Regions from separate parts of the Mus musculus genome. Here region 1 is linked to region 2. The links are chromatin contacts, called in public HiChIP or PLAC-seq maps. All regions are on one chromosome and are shown on one strand. Each heading gives the region's core, a stretch centred on a gene start, on an enhancer-like site or on the middle of the called end of the contact. The rest is flanking DNA. Distances are from core to core; before and after follow the strand shown. Region 1 has its middle 23 kb from the start of Gm38930. Region 2 has its middle 45 kb from the start of Amn1.

Region 1 (2,765 bases), core at 52-2,551, 140 kb before region 2:
TGACACAATGCAGAGTCATGGGAGAGGAAGGAGCCTCAACTGAGGAAATGCTTCCATAAGCTCAAGTTTCTGGCAAGTGTGTAGAACATTTTCCTAACTAGTGATTGATGTTTGTGATGGTTTGTATATCCTTGGACCAGGGAGTGGCACCATCTGGAGGTGTGGCCTTGTTGGAATGGGTGTGACCTGGTTGGAATGGGTGTGTCATTCTCGGTGTGGGTATGAGATCTTCACCCTAGTTGCCTGGAAGTCAGTCTTCCACTAGCAGCCTTTGGATGAAGACATAGAACTCTCAGCTCTGCCTGTGCCATGCCTGCCTGGATGCTGCCATGCTCCATGATAATAATGGACTGAACCTCTGAACCTGTAAGCAGCTCCAATTAAATGTTGCTTTTTATAAGACTTGCCATGGTCATGGTGTCTGTTCACAGCAGTAAAACCCTAACTAAGACAATGTTGGAGGGTCCAGTTCTATAACAAACAAACCAAAAAAAGCAGGCTGAGCAAGCTAGGGAAAGCAAACCAGTAAGCAGCATGACTCCATGGCTGCTGCATCAGCTCCTGCCTCCAAGTTCCTGCCCTGATTGAGTTCTTGTCCTGACTTCCTTCAATGATGAACAGTTATATAGAAGCGTAAGTCAAATAAACCCTTTCCTCTCCAAGTTGCTTTGATCATTGTGTTTTTAGCACACCAATAGTTACCCTAAGACATAGAATTACAGAGTCTCGTCTATCTTTCCAATATGGCCATATTTAATAAATCTTCTCTTACTGACTTCCGCTATTAATTTGACTCATTTAATTGGCCCACTGAGGACCGATAACTGAACCTGGTTTGGGGTACAGGCTGTGGCCTCTAAGCTTGATAACAGCATGAGGCTTCAACGTTTCCCTGAGAAGGTGATACTGAGCGGAAACTTAGAATTCATTCAGGATGAAGAATTCTGAACACAACTGATATATTCAATATTAGTACAATTACTTGACCTTTTTTTTATAAAAATGAAAGGAAGTAGAAATTCTGGTATTGTATTTTGCTTCTCCATATTTTTTTCTTTCTTTTTGTTTGTTTGTGGCAGAGTCTCACTATGTAGTCCTGGCTGTCCTGGAACTCACTATGTAGACCAGGCTGGCCTTGAACTCAGAAATCTACTTGCCTCTGAACTCTTAAGCACTGGGGTTAAAGGTGTGTGCCACCATGCTGAGCCTTCATGTTTTTTGTGCACACCTCTGACTGGTAGTCTCTGGAATCTGATAAAGGATTTGTTTCTTCACATCAGAAGTCATTAAGTGACTATCACCACCTGATGGCAGCAGTGTCCCACAACTGAGAGGTCACTTCAACCATAACACTAGGCAAGAAGTGACATGTAGATCCCTACTCCTAACCACATACTGAGCCGATGGAAAGCAGAAGTAAAAAGATCCTGTCAGGCCCAATCTTTGTTATCTGAAAAATTTAAACAATTATACACATTTACAAAGCACAGAATTGAAGTGAAAGTTTCTGGTTTCATTAAAAAAAAAAAAAAACTCAGTGGTGTCACATGATGTTTTTCTGGACGCTGTCTTGGGGGAGGGTACATGATGCTTTTCCTTTCACTATCTTCAGGGTTCTACTTATATTCTTTCTGAATATCACCACCACCCACCACCCTCTCAAGTATCTGTTTTCAGCAAAATATCACATGACCTTTCTCAAGACAGCTTCCAGAAAAACATCATATGACCTTCTCACAAGACAACTTCCAAGAAAACATTACATGACACAGCTAAGGTTTTAAAAATCTGTAGGTTTACAGTCTATACAAATCTATTAGAGTAATTAATATTTTTGCTTGCTTATCACTGTTTAAAACCTTCAGGATTTTCTCCTCTAGTTCATCTTAACACACATAATAAGTTGTTGGGGACTATTGAAACTAAGCTTTATGGAAATTTCTTGTGAAGAATTTGTGGTCATTCTGTACTGGTAGTTTGGCAATTAGCAAGGAGTCTCATGTAGCTTAGCTTATTTATTGTAATGTGTAACTAGTCATAAAAATAGACCCAAGAAATTACATTTCTTGAGATTTACATAACTGCCATGTCTTAAGACTAGATTACAAAGATGTATCATGCATCAATTGTATGATCTGATGACCCTCATTGTAAAGAAACCTATACCAGTCTGGGAACACCCATCAGGTGTAGTTTTCCCTGGATGGGTTGAAACATTCCCCACCAAGCAGGAAACAGCTACCGTGGTAGCTAAGAAGATATTAGAAGAAAATTTTCCAGAGGTTCAGAGTGCCCAAGGTAATTAGATTGGACAATCGATGGTTCTGCTTTTGTCTCTTAAGGTAAGTCAGGGATTGGCAGAGATATTGGGGACTAATAGGAATCCCCATTGTGTGTACTGTCCCCAGAGCTCAAAGCAGATAGAGAAAATAAACAGAACCCCTACAAGAGACCTTGGCTAAGTTGACCTTGGAGACTGGCTTTGACTGGTTGGTGCCCCTCCCCTTGGCCCTGAACACCCCCTACCATTTTAACCTGACCCCTGTTGAGATCCTGCATGGGACACCCACTCCCTTGACCCTGGCTCTTGATCCCCACCAGAGTGACTTTTCAGGCTGACAAGGATCTTATGGTTTGATTGCAAGCTTCCCAGATCAGCCATCTGGAACTGTGGCCTAAACTTAGTGCCCTGTATGATGCAGGTACCCCAGAGGTTCCACAAGAGTTCCAAGGTGGAGATTGGGTGTATGTTAAGAGACTGTGCT
Region 2 (2,700 bases), core at 133-2,632:
GTATTTTGCCTGCATGTGTTGTAAGAAAATTAAAATTCAAGGTCCATGACTCATGCGGCTTGCTAGCTAGGAGGGCTTTTTGGGCTTAGAGCAAAGAACAAAGGCTGTAAAGTCATCCCAGGAACCAACTAGCCATAAAGATAGGGAAGACATACAAGAATGTCCAGACTGGCCCAGTGTCTCCCTATCTCCCACCCTTAAGTTTAATGTTAACTAGATGCTCTGCTGTTACCTCGATCTGCATGTACAGTCTGCTGATGTTTAAATGAACCAATCATGTGAAACCGCCCCAATTCCTCCCCCAGCCCCAGACCCTTTTCTATAAAAACCCCTAGCTTTCAAGCCTCGTGGTCGAATCCACTGTCTCCTGCGTGAGATACGTTTCGACCCAGAGCTCCACCATTAAACTACCTCGTGTAATTACATCAAGACAGTCTTTTTGTGATGCTTTGGGTGCACACCGAATCAGGAATTGAATGGGGGTTTCCCCACTAGGTTCTTTCAGTGTGTCTGTATACCACATGCATATCTGGTGTCCTCAGAATAGAGAAGAGGACATCTGATCGTCTGGGACTGAAGTTACAGACACTGTAGCCATTGTGTAGGTGCTGGGAATTGAATATGGGTTCTCTCTTAACCACCAAGCTATCTCTCTAGCTGCTAGTATTTCTTTCTTTATTTTGTAAAATTTATTTATTTATTTTATGTATATGAGTACACTGTAGCTGTACAGGTTGTGAGCCTTCGTGTAGTTGATGGGAATTGAATTTTTTAGGATCTCTGCTCCGATCAGCCCCACTCACTCTGGTCCAAAGATTTATTTATTATTATACATAAGTTGATTGTAGCTGTCTTCTGACACACCAGAAGAGGACGTCAGATCTCATTACGGGTGGTTGTGAGCCACCATGTGGTTGCTGGGATTTGAACTCAGGACCTTTGGAAGAGCAGTCACTGTTCCTACCCACTGAGCCATCTCACCAGTCCCCAGTATTTACTTCTGAGATGAAGTCTCAGATATGCTGGCCTTGAACTCTTCAAGTAGCTGAGAAGGATCTTGAATTCCTGACTGTGGGTGCTGCAATTGCAGGCATGCACCATCATTTCCTTTACTGTTGCTGTTTTTAGGCAGTCCTACTTTGTATCCTTGGCAGGCCTGGAACTTGAGATCCTCTTTCTCTGATTTATGAGTGTTGGGATTAAAGGTATGTACCACTGTGACCAAGCTGTAGAACGCACTAAGCAAGTACTGTACCAACTGAGGTACATCTCCAGCCTACTTCGTGAATTTTGTAAAGCGTTTGAGGGGAAGGAGTTGGTCAACAGATACTTTTAGGATAGGAGTTATCAAGGAGGAACAGGAAGGAGGGAGTTATCAAGTTATTTTAGAAGAGACAGGAAGGAAGGGTGGGGTTGGAATAAAAAAGAGTCAGAATTTGCCAACTTCCTTAATAGGCAAGGGTTTTGTTTTGTTTTTAAGCTCATGGTTTTATCTTTCCTGAACACAAGGGTCTGATTAGAACTGTTGCTAAAAGACATCCAGTTTTGCAAATTGACATTTTTCATTTTTTAGTGCTGAGGAAGAAAAAAGAAGAAATTGTTTTCTTAAAAGAATAATGGGAGGTTATTTGAGTAAAAAGATGAGCATCCAAAACAAAGAAGTAAAAAAGATAAACAACCAGAAATGTTCATTTTTTTTTTACTCTTGTTTGTTTTGAGATTGATACTTCTATGTATCCCTGGCTGGCTTCAAACATACACCGCTGAATTTCTACTCTTCTATAATCCTGCTGTCTCTGAGAACTGGGTATATGAAGTTCAGAAGGTCTTCAGAATAAGCCAGTTAAAATTGGTTAGTTATAAAATGTCTTCCAGGGTGATGCTAGATACTCTAACCACACTATCACTTGTGCATGCGAAATGATGCACCAGTGCCGTGACAGTTGACAGTAGCCATAATGGCAACTGGAAAGAAATAAAAAGAAGGGGTACGTGAGTCCCCATAAAGTACCTTCTTATTCCCCTAGTGTTCACAGAAGGAGGAGGAGACAAAGAGGAGGAGGAGGAGGAGAGGAGAGGAGGAGGAGGAGGAGGAGGAGGAGGAGGAGGAGGAGGAGGAGGAGGAGAAGGAGAAGGAGAAGGAGAAGGAGAAGGAGAAGGAGAAGGAGAAGGAGAAGGAGAAGGAGAAGGAGAAGGAGAAGGAGAAGGAGAAGGAGAAGGAGAAGGAGAAGGAGAAGGAGAAGATCCATGCATACTCTTTCCAGCCACTTGGTTTCATCTCTTTTATATGTCTATAACCTTTTGGGCTCCACTGGGTTAAGAAGCTGATTCAGGAGACCATTTCCCTCTTCTGTTATTGACCAAAAATAAACTCTCCTTTACTGCACAATTAGTACTCAGTTTTGTTACTTTTTCTACAAATCAGAGAAAGTAAAGGATCCAGTGTGAGGTCTACCTGCTTCTGCCTCCTGAGTGCTGGGATTAAAGATGTATATTACCAGGCCCAATAGGACTCACATCTTGAACCATTCAAATGGCCAGTGATAGTATTCTTTCTTGGAACTCCTCTTACATGAAGATATAGGCAAGCACCACCACACCAGTTTTGCCATGCTGTGGTCTCAACCCAGGGTTCTGTACAAGTTAGTCAAATATTCCACCATAAGCTACATCTCCACCTCTGGAGGCCAGTTCTTTCCT

Evidence for each region. HiChIP or PLAC-seq counts read pairs in DNA pulled down with a chosen protein or histone mark.
Region 1: a RAD21 HiChIP or PLAC-seq map of pro-B cells shows a contact between it and region 2, with 3 times the contacts expected there. The contact joins two enhancer-like sites. A contact is called at or near these places in 2 of 15 datasets of contacts at CTCF or cohesin (the NIH/3T3 cell line and pro-B cells), 4 of 484 Hi-C or Micro-C datasets (bone marrow-derived macrophages, liver and nephron progenitors) and 3 of 115 datasets of contacts at active chromatin or transcription factors (embryonic stem cells, extraembryonic endoderm stem cells and kidney).

The regions. Positions count from the first base shown.
Region 1 is chr6:149,373,912-149,376,676 of GRCm38.p6, reverse strand. No RefSeq gene overlaps it. Among named protein-coding and RNA genes, the nearest start is that of Gm38930, 23 kb to the right of the region's middle. Within about 2 kb of position 1,301, at least 115 of the 459 cell types and tissues checked have an H3K27ac peak or open chromatin away from gene starts, as enhancers often do. A contact at or near this core is called in bone marrow-derived macrophages and pro-B cells, where this site is marked.
Region 2 is chr6:149,232,838-149,235,537 of GRCm38.p6, reverse strand. No RefSeq gene overlaps it. Among named protein-coding and RNA genes, the nearest start is that of Amn1, 45 kb to the right of the region's middle. Within about 2 kb of position 1,382, at least 23 of the 459 cell types and tissues checked have an H3K27ac peak or open chromatin away from gene starts, as enhancers often do. A contact at or near this core is called in bone marrow-derived macrophages and pro-B cells, where this site is marked.